Regions from separate parts of the Gasterosteus aculeatus genome. Here region 1 is linked to region 2. Evidence: chromatin contacts called from public Hi-C data. All regions are on one chromosome and are shown on one strand. The core of a region is the stretch at or near the end of the contact, and the rest is flanking DNA. Distances in the headings are between cores, read along the strand shown. Region 1 overlaps fndc3ba (fibronectin type III domain containing 3Ba). Region 2 holds the start of LOC120832843 (tumor necrosis factor ligand superfamily member 10).

Region 1 (7,418 bases), core at 2,540-5,039, 120 kb after region 2:
TGTTACTCAACAGAGATGAGCAATGAGGAAGCTGTAGTGACCCAGTAACATCAGTCACACTGCAATGGCCATCTATCTTTAGCTGACATGAGCCTCACTAAAACTACTGTTCTTGAATTTAGAATTATAAAACACATACAAACACATACCTGTATTCTGCTGACAACACTTCTTGTATTGCATTTATTTCTTCACTGCTAATTAAGCTGCTAGTGATCTGAAAGGCTCAGGACAATGCCGGTGGTGGAAAAAAAAAAGGCTTATAAAAGCACAATGTGCTGTGGTGTTTTGGTGATGTCATGGTCTTTAGCTCTAGTGGTCATAACCCTTTATATTAACACCGAGCTCCTCTTCCAGCTCTCCCTGCTGTCATTGTAGTAACACAAATGGAAATGTGTGAAATGAACTTGTCACACTGCGACCCTTTCGCTTTCTGGACTGTGCATCGCCATGGTGATAATCTCAACCCCCCCCTCCCTCCGCCCGCCCGCCCCAACTGCAACCCCTTCCCACAAACCCAAATACGGCCACATTTGTACGGCAAGATGGAGGGGGCAGTGGGTCGGAGGACTAAAAGAGGGAATGAAAGAAAGAGATAAAACAAGGAAATGGAAAAGAAGGAAAGCGATGGAAATAAATTGGGGAGGGAAAGAGTCCAAAGAGGGGCGGGATGTACAGAAAACAGAGCGAGAACAAGGGATGGCTTTACCAGCAGAGGAATGTCTTTCCCGCTGATATCATGTAACAGGACTAGCGGGATTAGAAGGGGGCGGTTGTTCTCGCCAATCACAATGAGTACACCAGACGTTGTCCCCACCAGCTGAACGGAGCTTGTGATATAAGCGGTAAACTCTCCATCCGACCGCTCTGTATCCACCAGAACCGGGTTGCATAAGATCTTAAGTCCTTTCGACTGCTTCAGCGGGGTAAAAGTTCGACTTTAGGGGATTTTTTTGGGATTACCTGTATTGGGTTGTATGAGGTACCTGACCATGGTCGGCTTATTACCTACAGCTACCTACACCTGACCTATTACCTGACTGGGCTTTGTACGGTGTTGGGAGCTGCACAGCTTAACACATTTAAAGGTCTCGGAGTTTAAGGCAGAGGCTGGAATCCACAATAGATTCATTGAAGGTTCACTTTCTACACGGTTGGTCAAAGCCAGACTAAAAAAACAGCGGTTGCAGTCACAGAAACTACAGGGGGTCAATGGAAAAGTTTGTTGAAGAAATGCTAAAGGTGCAGGAATAAAATGGGATAAACAACTTATATTTTCATTAACTGTTTGTGCGCTGCTTTGGGATTGAAGAGACAGAAGCAGGGCTGCTTGTCCCTATTCTCACAAGGTTCTTAATTAACATAATACATATTGTTTCATAATGACTGTGAAATTGACCCAGTATTTCTAACTGTGAATTGATTTCAACCATTGGCAAATTTGTTGTGTTTTTTTTGCATGTGCCAACTGCGTTTTATCCGCAGTGGTGGATCTCCATCATTCCATCTTCCTAATCTTAAGAAAAACCAAAAGTAAATCTCTCTGCGCCTCTACTTCCCCGCATTTGTCTCCCGCTCCCTGCCAGTCTGCACTCACTAAAGATCTTTTGGGCAGAGCAGGGTCGAATGGGGTCAGGGTTCTGAGAAACTCACTCCCCATAATCCTCTGCTGCACGGCCAGGCCGCTACGCTATACGCGGCACGTACACACTTACATAAACACGCGCGCATAGATGCGCACAAATTCATGGTCTTCCTGGAAAAGTAGGGAGTTTTTGTGTCGCTTGGCAGTTGAGACACTCTCACACAGATCTCTCTCCTCGGCGAGAGGGCTGCAGTGGACAAGGTCTCTCTGTCTCTGTCTTTGTTTACATGCACACATGAAACCCGGTTATTGAGAAAAATCAGGTTACGCCGGGGAAATAAGAGAATGCAATTTCAAGTGTTTATACTGAGACTTATTTATTTTAGTTTTAGGTTAAGTTTGACTTTGGATTTCATTATTTTGGACACAGGCGCGCACGAATAGTGATGATTCTTATGCTTCGCTGCCATAGAAAGGCTCGCTTCAGTCCTTCTCGTGCACACGCACACGTGTTCCTCCCTCAGGAATCCAGCTTTGTATACCAGATTCTTCCAATCCTCGCTGTGGAAAACTAGAATTAGAAAGTCCAATAAATGACTTTACTGCAGGAAGACGATACCACGATTCTCATTCCCATTTCTTGAATGCAAATTTTAAATATATTTACATCCTCTGACTTTATGTGCTCTTTGTGCTAGTCGGTCTTCCATTTCTCCATCTCTAATCCCTTTTATAAACGATCAGTGCTCTGGCCATGAGAACCCAACCTTCACCATGACAACCACAATCTGTGGCATGTCCCAGCAAATTCTCTGCTGTGTGTGTGTGTGTGTGTAGCCCAGCTGTTGAGCAGATGGAATGCTCACTATGCAGCAACAGATGATAATAGTTTGGAATCCGAGGTTTGTGCCCCTCTCCACCTCAATTTTTCTCTTCTCCCTTCTTTTCAACTTTTCAGCCCCCTCAGTCTCCGTCCTCTGCTGTCTGTCCTCCCATCTCTCTCGCTTCCTTTCCTTCCAGCCAAGTGTCCTCTGCTTTGCTTTGTACTCCTTGATTAGAGGCTTCCACTGATGGGGATCTTGTCTCACTTTGCTCCTTTACAGTGACAGACAGACACACACACGCCCAGCGGCTCAGTGTGTCTGTGTTGGGTGGCGGCTGAATGAGCGCCACATTTTTAAAATATTTTTCTCCAAGACTTAACGGTCTTTTTCTGTCCCAGCGCAGACAGACTGCGTCTAAGAACCGCAGGCCGTCATGCAGGAGGAATGCAACCTCCTCACTGTCGGACCAGCTCAGTTTTACTCGGGCTCTGTTTTAAAGTGACGCCACTAATCAGGTGGCGTAGGTGTATTGCATCAAAAACAGATAGGGGGTCAACATTTCCCGGTGTATTCGCCGAGGACTGAGGCAGCGAGGTCCAGAGGGATTGGAGAGCGAAGGAGACGAATAGATACGGAACGAAGCTCGCGTGCCATAGTATTTATGTGAATGTGTAAAAATAATCCAATGGAGAGAGGAAGTCCCTCCCCCCTTCATTTGGCCCCTTATGGCAGCTTGTTTCGGGAAAAAATGCTTGGTGGTCAGAGGCCAGAGAAAGTTTTTGCTTTGTTTAGGGTTAGTGTAAAGACTGTGAACTAGGGGGCACACACACTGTACTCTTGTTAACCCTGATGTCCATTGCTATGAATCAAACAACCATTGGGAAAAAGATCTTTCAGGGTTACACAAAATAACTACAGTTTACTTTTAGTCAATGCAACCTATATTTCTAGGTTTATTTATAGTACTGTACCTAGTACTACTACGTACATTGAGGTGAGTGGTGCGCTCTACTCTGCGCCTACTGATGATGTCACAAAAGTTAATGCAATCCCTGCTTGACATCCCCCTGAACCCTCTCCGCCCCATCTCCTTTCATCCCCCCCCTTTCTCCTCCTCTCTGTTGATCCTCGGCTCGCTCTTTGTCCCGCAATTTCCTCGCGTTTTTCCACCTAATCTCTTACCCAGACTCCTCTTGCCTGTCTTCTCTCCCTCTCTCTGTTCAGACCGTCCTTCAGCGCAGCTCTTTCCTCCTCTAAATCCCTCGCCCGTCTGTTTTCTGGCTCATTCCGCTGCGCCCCCCCCCCCTCCCCCGTCCTTCAATTCCCCATTCCTGTTCTTTTCCTGCGCTCTCGCTCCGTCTGGCTGCCCTCCGTAATCAAACACAGGCGGTCGGACGCAGACAGGATGTGAGGTCAGACGAGGAGAGGAAGTGAGGGTGCGTGGGCAGCACATAAACAGAAGACCGAGGAGGTGAGGGACAGTGAGGACAGAGAGAGAGAGCGTGTGTCAGGGCGAGCTGGGCCTTCTCCGCTGGCCTGAACAGAATCACAAAGTCATAGCTTTATAATATATAATATAATATAATTATGTTTCCCATTAGCTGATCGTCTCATTGCACAGCTCCTGTCTTCCTCTGTGTCTCTGCTTCCATTGCTTTCATCCAATCAGATTCAGCCCCTGTGTCTCTATGTAACAGAGGCCCGAGTTCCTCCAGGTCGCTTCGCACATTAAAGTGTATTTAGTAAGAGTTCAGGTAGAAAGCGCACGGCCTGCCACTGGTGTGCGCGTATGTGTGTCGGCGCAGTGGGAAAGAGATTCAGGTCTGTGGTTGTTCTCCATATTAAACACTTAAGCAGCTGGACTCCGCAACCACAGCAAGTCATAACAGTCGGCGGTGAGGTAAAGAAGTAGTGTTTTTCAAACTTTATTACCGGTCTCTTCAAATGTTACATAAATCTCTTACTTCTGCCACAAACTTGGTGTGTTTGCAGACTTTTTTTCCCTCCCCAACTACTGTAGTGTAAGTCTGAAATTTCTAACTGGTTGTACCTGGATTGTATTATAATTATTTACTTTAATAGATATTAAATGTATCGTTTTTCGGTGACGACATCCTCAACAGGAACAGCCTCTGTCTAAACAAAAAGAGCCGGTTTTTCTACCATTTTTGTTTTTACTGAAAATGTAAAAACAATAATAATAATAATTTCTCCGGTGCCTGATGAAGCCTATTTCTCCCAGAGGATCTGCTCTTCAGCCATGCGTGCTGTTTGATCATTAACATCCTTTGTTTGCTGAACGTCGGCACCAGACAGGCAGCTACAGGACTGCGGCATTAAGCAGGCAGCGTTCTCCCTTTTCTCCCAGCTGGGATGAATGGCTGGAATAAGCCGGCTTCGTGCCTGGAGCTGTGTGTCTGATTGTGTCATTATTCTATAAAAAGAGGAAGGTTAGGTATTGTCCAAATAGATGAAAGGGGTTAAGTGTGTGGATAAATACATTTTTTTAAAAGCGTGTGAATGAGCCAAGGAGTGTAGCAGTGATGTGTGTGTGTGTGTGTGTGTGTGTGTGTGTATCACCTGTTTAACTCTATTCACGCTGCTAACTCCACTGTACGCTACCAGTAGCTAACCCCCCCCCCTCAATCAGTCATCTCCTGTAACCGGATACTGAGACACACACGCGCACACACTCCCTGTCTCTGCCTTTGCTTGCTTTTTAATTCCATCTAAAACACACACACACACACGCACACACGCACGCACACACACGCACACACCAGGAGGGTCAAGTTAAGGTTGGGCTTCCATGACATCACTGTTGCCATGACTCATAAGTGTACCCCCGGGCACGGTGAGGCCCTCTCACCCACAGAACCTGTCAGAGGGACACTTAGACATTGTCACACACACACACAATCTCACACACACACACACACACACACACACACCCATTTGCACACACACAATCTTTCATTCATCAATTTTGCTACGAGTGTACAGTGATCTCTAGTACAAGCTGTTTTATACACAAGTATACTGCAGCAGCGTGTGTGTGTGTGTGTGTGTGTGTGTGTGTGTGTGGTGGTGTGTTAATGTGATGCAGTCATGTACCAATAACATCATACTGACTTGGTCTATACAGATCTCGTAATGCTGACCCTCAAACGCATGCACACACACACACACACACGCATCCTGGTTGATTTACAGTGGTCAGACTCGATGGAGAAAGCGGGCCTCTTCTGGTCGGAAAAACATCAACAGCGGGGATCACGTGGGGGGGGGGGGCAGCGACAGCCTTCCATTATACACACACATACACAGACGCACACATGCACACACACACAGACTCACTCGCTCTCCTAACTACCCAGAGGGTCCAATAAATCACCTTTTACACGCATCATATTAATGCACCAGACCTGTACCTGGGTTTGTTTGTGCGGACGCTGCGTATCAAGAAGGAGAAACAAATGTATACAAAGCTCTAAGAGAAATATTAAGTCTTCTTTCTAGAGTTTAGTGATGAGACAGGCAGCGGCGTTGTGTAGTAAACAGTCATATACACGTGGCACTAAGTCGGCACTGCTGACGTCAGTGATTGACGTACGTGGTTGATTATTCACAGGTTTAGTTGATTGCAAAATGGTGAATAATAATGATTCATTTAATGATTTCTTCCCACTCAATTAGAAACAAGGTCTGTTTGTTTTATTTCATTTAAACAGCATTATGTGGGATGATTGGGTGTCCCGGCGGATTTTTGAAAGTCCCAATTTTTCCCTTTAGATTCAAACCCGATATGACAGGCAATGATCTGCCATAGTCTGAAGTTATCACTGACATCCTACTTTGGGACTGTGACATTTTTGGTTTTATTTAAAGTCAATTCATTGATTATGAACCATATGTGGACTCAATCTTCCAATGATCAGTTTAACAATATTTCTTTTATATATTCTTTTATTTTTTGATAACATCTGTTTTTGTCTCTGTCTCCTCAGATCATGATTCAGAGGGAAAGCGTGTTCAAGACATGCTTTGTACAATCGACAAACCACAGGTTGGTGTTCGCCACTCCCCCAAACGTCTGCATGCAGAACGCACACACACTTATAACCACTTTCCTCCATCGCCTCTTTCCAGTCATAACTGGAATTAGGGTAGCAATTTTAAGTTTGTCTCTGGCGTTAAACTGTGCTCAGTTTGGCCACATGAGGGCAGCGTCCGTTCATCTTTGCCATTCTCTTCCCACTCTGTCTTTTCCTGCTGAAGAACCCTTCATAACCCGTCCTCTAGCCCCCCCTCCCAGGAACCGCTTTCTCCAGGTCAAAGGAGTGTAGGAGGCTGTGCAATTGGAACATTTGATAAGTTTGAGGGGTTTAAAATTGGCAGTAAGAATGGAACTATGAGAGAGGTTTTTCTTTTTTCTTCCGGAGATGAGATGAGTGTGCAGCAACAATCCATTTGCTCGCATGACCTCATATTACCTCCGTCAGTTTTTTTCTTTTATTATAGTTGATACTAAGAAGAAAAATAAAAAGAAGGATAAGTAAGGACAATTCTGATATCTTCTCCTGTCATTGAGTTCCATTTACTTACTGTGTCCTGGTGGAGATAATACATTCAAAAGTCACATTGTAAAGTTTTTAACGATAAAAAGGTATTATTAGAAACATTTACTGGAGGTTTATGGGCAAAATGTACGGCCATGTCTCTGTGACCTAAACAAAGCTGTGTGTAAACAAAATATGTACCTTCAACAAGATTTTTTGAATATACGTTTGTCTCTTCAACCCAAACATCTATTCTGTCGGTTGTCAAGCAAATTGATTGTCATGGGCACGACTTAAAATGCAAGAAATGCGCTTTAAATGCCATTTATTATGCCAATAAAGCCAATTTAATGTTGCTCGTCCATGTACACAAACACAGCCATTGTATGAGGGAGATGGAACATTAGAAGAAGAAACCCTGTCGTTGATATATAGTACTTTCTTACAGCC
Region 2 (7,312 bases), core at 2,594-5,093:
GCCATCCTAGTCCAGGACATTTTTTACCCGGCAGGGTTTTCTCCCTTTAGCCCACAAGGAAGGCCCCAAAGTAGCTCGCCCTGCCGTCCATCTCCATGGCGCTGACGTTGCTGACGGTGACGAAGAGGCGGTCCGCCGGCTGCAGGAAGGCGGTACCGGCCTGATGCAGGGAGAAGAGGCCGGGCTCCGGACCCCGAGGCCAGCAGGCGCTCCGGGAGGATTTCATCAGCAGGATGGGCACCGTGTAGGAACTCATCTGTGGGTCATGACCACAAAAACAACATCAGAACGTTCCTAAACATATTATCACATTAACTCTGTACTCACTGTACTGGCAGAGAGAGGAGTCACACCGGCTACATCTTTCTGGCGCAGTCAAGGTCACTCCGACATTTATGTTGTCCAAACTGATATCTTATACTCAAATATAAACTATTTTCTAGGCATATTTTGTGGTACGTTTGTCCTTCAGTTGGCACAGAAGTGGTAGTAGATGCACACAGCCGAACCTTCTTGTAGATGTACTGGACAAGCTGGGCTTCTTCTTCCCCCCCCTCCGCCTCCCCCGAGGAGGGCAGTCTGAAGTAGGTCTGGCCGTAGATGTAGTAGAGGCCTGCTCGGGGCACCAGCAGTTCTCCTCCCCGCAGCTCCATGTTCTCCAGGAAGGACAGACCTCTGTGGCCCTCCCACTCCCGGATTCGCTCCCCCAGGTAGCCCCTGCTGCTGCGCGGGACTGCAACAGCAAGGACACACACCCAGAGTCACAACTGTACAATATATAAATCATTTCCCAGCTATTAAGGCCATTCACGATGATGCAGTATCATATCACTGACATTCAAAGAAAAGAAGAAAAAAAACATAGAAAGTTGACCAGTCTTTTCTTATTGTCTACAAATGCCATTAAAATAACAAAACCAACAATGTGTTGGACGGTCTTTTAATTTATTTGACATTTTGAACCAATTTCAGACTAGTTTTTGCTAAAAAGAAATTTGTTTTACCGTCCAGGTCCTTTGATCAAGTGCAATTAATACACATTTGGTTCTCCAATCAGAATTCACGTGAACATCGTACGTAGGAAAGACTGCAAAAATAAACCACTATGCCATTTTTATTATAATGAAGAAACTTGTCAGTTCACTGTCAAAACGTGTAGAGCTGAAAAGAGACTGACTGTTGGGTCCCCAAGTAGTTGTACTAAAACACCAATGCTCGCTAATTGTATTTGGGACGGGCCAATACTATTCTGAAGATACCGCACCCGCAACATCCGGACCCAGCGATAATTGAGACCTTGGACAGTAACCACGGGGCATTGTGGAAGGCACAGGCAGCTGCACATCTGCAGGTCCTGACAAACAAAAAGACGTTGCTGAATCTGGGAGAAGCCTTGAATCACATTCCTAACCTCTGGCCTGTGAAAGTTTTTGGCGAAGCAACACAGTCTTCTCAGGCTGAGGAGGACACACAAAAACCCAGTCCTCTGCTGTCCAGGACTCCGGCAGGTGCACGCACTGGATGTTACCACCACCCCCCCCACCTAGATTAAAGGATCATTACCGTCCGCAGTCGGAGGCTCAGTGGACGAGACGACGCCGGTCACATGGGCGGCAACTTTAGGAAGAGGGACCCCTCGGACCCCGGACGTCCGGGAAGGCTCCGCTCCTGTCATTTCATCTGTGAAACCACCGGCAGATAAGCAACACAAATGGGGGATTTTTGCTGTAAAAAGCCGGAGGGTTACCAGATTAGAAGTAACTGATAATCAGTGGAGGCATTGTTCTTACTTCTCATAGCAGTAGATATCTCCTTCTGGAATCTGTCAGCCATCGTCTGAAAGAAAAACAAGAATCAGAAAGAAAAAGAAAGCAGGGAAAAAGAGTGAATGGAGGTCAGTGTATCTTGACCTCTTCCATTTGAATGCATTTTTCGGTATCTTTAGATCATAAACATTCAGCAGAGGTCTTGTCAGCCCCATTACTCATGCAGTCCTCCCTCCGTTCTAACAAATACGTCATCTGTTGACCTGTAATAACAATGTTCCCTTTTGGGTGAGTCATGTCAGATTTTATTTATAAAGCGCCAAATCACAGCAGACACTTCTCATAAAGAGCAGCTGGAAAGGTATCTGAGGGGAGGGAACCTCGAGGAGAACTGGGCTCCGAGCAGGTCGTCACGTGCTTCAATCAGATCGGTCAACGCTATTTAGAAGAGATCACCGTACACGTGATTTAGACAGGAATTTAATATGTAGTGTGGACTTTCCTATGCAGAATGGCCACTGGTGTCTTGAAAAGGAACAGAGTGAAAGGATTGAAGAGGGATCTACTGTCAGCATGGGATATAATATCAATAAGTAGGTATTTCATTGGTGTATAATCATCAGAAAATGTGTTTTTGCCTCGCTTGAAGTTATAGATGCCACCAAATTATACACACACACCGCACCTTTAATTATGACAAAATAAATTTGCACATACAATATTGCAATCAGGGATCACAAATCAAAACAAAACAAATGAGACCAAAAAATGTATGAAATCAAAAAAACCTTTTCCAGGTGGTGGTGGAGCTGCTGCGTAACTTGCCAGCAGGGATCGCCCTTCTTTTCCTCCAATGAATTTTCAACGTCAGAGCGCAGATTTGCGTTTATTAGACAGGACACGCTGCTGCGGGAGAAAGTCTCCTGCATCTGTCAACACATTAAGTAGGCAAGACACACATTTCAAAATCTGCCATTATTTTTACATATTCATTATTTCCTGGATTAAATCCAGAAATAGTTTTTCTACTATTTACATTTGGGACGTCAAAACAGCATATGCAAACATTAAGCAACCAATTCAATTGTTAATTGATTTATTGTTTGCATAGTATCACACCTGCAGTAAAGTTTTTGTGCATCTGTACAAAGATCAATGTGATGGCGGCCAAATCCTTCTAGTGTAAACGCACATTTCCAATGCATATTAATAAAGTCGCTTAGTTATTAAGCAGAATGCACAGCAGTGATACAGGTGGATGCCAATTGGTGCACGCAATTAACTCAAAGTGGTCAAAGGTGTGCGTGCTGGTTGAGGTGGGCGTTTTGCTGTGACTGAGCCAATCAGAGCTCAGCACCGGAGCAGCCACCTTCTCGTAGTGTCAGAGCTGGAATATGTTGCCTTTAGGTGTCACAAAAACAAAAAAAACGAATCCCTGCCGTTGTTTTAAGTTATGTGCTCTCCAAAATGTCTCCTCTCCAGCAGATTATTTGACAACGAACACTTCATGACAATTTCCGATTAAACTGAACAAGACTACAACGAGCCTGCCAACGTCACTGAACGTCACACAGCGACAGCCTAGTTCATAATTTCAACTTTTTACTCGTACTGCTGTGTATCCGTCTAACCTCACATCAGCATACAGCTGTGCAGTTACTAAGGTTAACTTGTCACCATTGCAACTTTGCCCATTATCCCCTTTCTCCTCTAAAACAGCCGTCCACCGTAATGCTTCAACCCGTTAACTCGTGCTTTACCGTGCTCAGGACCCGGTTGAAGTACACGAAGCTGACGGCCACCGCGATGGTCTGCAGCAGGATCGCTGCGAGCAAGACGAGCCCCAGACTCTGGAGGGACAGAGAAACGGCCATTTCATTTCACAGCGCGGCGCCCAAAAGAAAGTTCCGAGGAGCGAGAGACGCTTCCAGCGGGGAGGACAAGTCGGATCAAGCTCCGCTGCAGCCCTGCTCCGCACGGGTGGGAGGGGGGGGGAGGGAGGATGAATGAACAGCCTCGAGACGTCGCCGCTGTTACAGTGAAGTGAGCCGCGAGCGCACTGTTGCAAGTGCAACTCCGTGAGGCTTTCAGGTGCCGTCGGAAATGCGGACACCTTTTGAGTTCGGTGCTAATTTCTAACCTGAACGAATTTTTGATAGTATTGATATAGTTAAAGTATGTTACTTAGAGGTTTAAAAAGTATCTTGTATCGTGACAAAATATAGATTTATATATACATGTTAATGTTTGTTCAATAGTTGAGGTTTAAAGTTCATTCTAAGTACTCTTTGAAATAACAAGTCTCTAATAATTGATCAAATCTGAATAATACATGTGACTGATGTTGGAGTAGAGAATAAGGCGATTTGTGTTCTTTTTCTGATGGCGTGTAGGATCCTGCAGGCCCAGTTGTGTGCAGCAGATGCTCGTTAAACGAGACACTATTGAACAACGTTTACTCTTCTCTGCTTGAAAGTTTCTTCATTCCACTTCAATCCCAACATCTTTTCCAATTTGTAACGAGGCTCATTAATACTATATTGGATTACTTTCCGCCGAAAAGGACATCAATGCAGTGCTAATTCTTTTTACGACTTCAAGACTGCTGAGCCACTGAAGACCACTGAAGACTGGCTTTAACCGTCTCTGTTGACTGAGGCGTTTCGCTGCGAGCCGGGAAGCTCTGGAAGCAATCAGTGCTAAGAATGTTTGTGTTTTTATGAAGATACTTGGCGTGTTGTGGCTGGTTCCTTTAACGTTTTTATTCCTAACAATTTTGCCCTTATGAGTGGCTGCTCCTAAAAAAAACGAACCAATGGCATGTTGTCATTTGGCCTCCAGCACTCGAGTGTAGAAAGCACATAATCAGCATCTGAACAGTGAGAAGAGAAAAAAAAAAGGCATTTTTTTCCCCCCCTCTCTTTCCTGCAATTGTGTAGCGAGCTCAGTGAATGCCATTCGATTACAGCGCCAGATGACCTGCCATTGTGTATTCCTATGTGCAGGCCCAAGTAGCACTTGTCCCAGGGGAGTCATTCAATCTGCAGAGCTTAACCTTCAGTGATTCACGCGGGTTCCTTTACTTTCATTCCTCCACCTCTCACCCCCGCCCCATTGTCCGTGTGGGGGAAGCGAGAGTGGAGCCGGAGGAATTCTGGGCTCCTGGATGTGCACCGCCCCCGCCGACAATCAAACGGACCTGCGTTGGAGCACGCGTGACACCTTCACACCTCCACACATGCCGGCGTAGCATGGATCCAGGAAGGTGGAGCTCCACCAGACTGCACAGGAAATGGAGGGTGGGGGCGTGTAAAGCGAGGACAACGGTGATGGAGAAGGATTCAATATCTTAGTTTGTTTCCTCTACTGATTTGAAAAACTTGAAGAGACGCGATAAGAGGTTCCTGTGTCGCCTTGGGTGCGTCAATTCCCAGGCTTGTCAGAGCGAAGTAGCGGAGATGAGTGTTACCTGAAGACCGCCTGGCCCCCGGGCGGGGAAGACGACACCCTGAGAGACATGCCTGTCTGCCGTCACATGGCCAAACAGACAAAGAGAGACACAGAGGCACACATGTACACTCCGTGAAAACTGTGGCAAACATTTTTTTTTTTTTATCACGTCATTGTTATTTCTTCCTCTTGGATCCGATCTGCCTTTGACCTCAGTCACCTCAGCTGTTCCTGACAGGCTTCAGTCCAGATAATCTCAATGAGATGAGATTACCAAAAAGTAACGCTGCATTCTTTCCCGTGAATCCCTCCGGGGGTTCAAATCAATCACTGCAATGACAACTACACCAACGCTAATTATAAAACGTAAACGCATTGCATAGCAATTGCTGCCCTGGAAAAAAAAAAGCTGGAAAAATTGTTGGTCGTCACCAACATCCTCAAAAGCCGCCGTCTCTCTGTGAGGAATCAGCAAGACGTTGAACTCTGTGACTCCAGTGAAACCAGTTTCCAAACCCTAAATCAGAAATCGGTTACAAAAACAATTGGAAACAGGAAAGCATGAAGTAAGTAGCTGCGTCTCTGGAAAAGAAAGCAGTTTCCCCCTGAAGAAAAAAAAAGCTTGAGTAAGACCCAGAAGACATATTTAGGCTTACGGTGTAATGGATTTAAAGGACAGAACACACACACACACACACACACACCATCCACCCTCCTCTGTTCTCCACTCCCTTTCCCTCCCCTGAGGATTCTCCTCCCCACGTTCCTCTCGGTAAAGTCATGGAATCTCCCTAAATTCCACATTTAGCACTACAGCTGCTCATTGTCTCGTTTGTAAAACACAGACCAACGTGCCAAAAAAATGCCACAGCGGCACAATGCACGCACACCATTGCCTCAGTGGAAGGCCGTGTCCCCGGTAGGACGTGAACGTGGCCCACATGCAGCCGTTCCACATGATCGAATGAATGAAGACAGCTGAACAAACCAGCAATTCAATAAATAGAGCAAGTAAATACAGTAGTTAAAAGGCTGTGTAGAGAAAGTACTCGATGAGTTTGAAAGTGGCAACAAAGCTACAACACAAAACCAGACAGAATTTTCTTTTTACAACTATACAGCCAATAGAAAATATACAGACAAAAGGCAAAGAGCTTTAGGCGCCTCACTCAGAACCTGTGATTACCGAGTGTGTCGGATTGAGAGCGTGGAAGGTGCATGTTCGTGTCAGTCCAGTAGAGTGGGGTGTTGCACTGATTATACCTCCTGCTGGTTTTAGTGACCCCCAAAATGCACCTAGGTAAATTAGAATCAGCTTTAACTCTGGCACGGGTTTACAAATGAACAAGAAAATATAAAAAACAGAAAAGGAGGACAACAGAAAACAGTATAAAAGAAACAATATGTCTTATCTTGAACATAGAGAGCTGGTAAAAGAACCACCCTTTGCTGTAAAGAAATGTCTGTTTTTTTTAGTGTGTGTGTGTGTGTGTGTTTAGGTCAGACAGGGAGGGAACTTTCCTTTGTTGGCTTTTTACTGATTAGAATCGGCCTGTTTGGAAATAGCAATTAACATAATAGGCTATAGTTGGCACATCATATCAGTGTGATTAATCAATATGCCCTGAAAGAAATGTTATTTGTCTACTTCAACTCCACGTTCAAATTTAATAATAAATTGCATAACGTACCTGAAGGAGAAAATAACAAGCAGATAACAATTTGTAAGAATGACTCTTTTATTCATCAGTTTGTTCAAAAAGCACAACAGCAAGCAGCAGAAACGGGAAGTACTTGTGTCCCGCATGAAATGTTTAAAAGATGTGACAATTGCAATTAGAATTCATTTTGCACCTGCATGTTACTTTAAATCAGTTTAGGGCAAAACATGGACATTATTAGGTACATACAACATCCATTAAATAGAACACAACGTGATTAACACTATAGTGATTATCAAGCATGGCTGTGTACCACAACTGGTTGAACACACAAAAAAGCCCACAAGAAGCGGAGTGAACGTCCTCCTGAAGAATATTTCATTTACACACGTTATCTGTGTCAAGTGGACTTTGTTCTTCCTCACTACAACACGA

What was found. Hi-C and Micro-C count contacts between places; a contact is called where the count stands out from the background.
Region 1: a Hi-C map of skeletal muscle shows a contact between it and region 2, with 4 times the contacts expected there. The contact joins the enhancer-like site here to the promoter of LOC120832843 in region 2. A contact is called at or near these places in 2 of 6 Hi-C or Micro-C datasets (both in skeletal muscle).

The regions. Positions count from the first base shown.
Region 1 is chr15:11,282,797-11,290,214 of fGasAcu3.hap1.1, forward strand. It overlaps fndc3ba (fibronectin type III domain containing 3Ba), which reads left to right. Exons shown (of 27, transcript XM_040199976.2): 8 at 6,417-6,475. Among protein-coding and RNA genes, the nearest start is that of ghsra, 36 kb to the right of the region's middle. Within about 2 kb of position 3,790, at least 3 of the 9 cell types and tissues checked have open chromatin away from gene starts, as enhancers often do.
Region 2 is chr15:11,165,384-11,172,695 of fGasAcu3.hap1.1, forward strand. LOC120832843 (tumor necrosis factor ligand superfamily member 10) reads right to left here and starts at 3,844. Exons shown (of 6, transcript XM_040199472.2): 1 at 3,527-3,844; 2 at 2,555-2,695; 3 at 1,791-1,836; 4 at 1,564-1,680; 5 at 510-733; 6 at 1-256. The coding sequence starts at 3,640. The coding sequence ends at 47. It overlaps nceh1a (neutral cholesterol ester hydrolase 1a), which reads right to left. Exons shown (of 5, transcript XM_040200047.2): 5 at 6,938-7,312.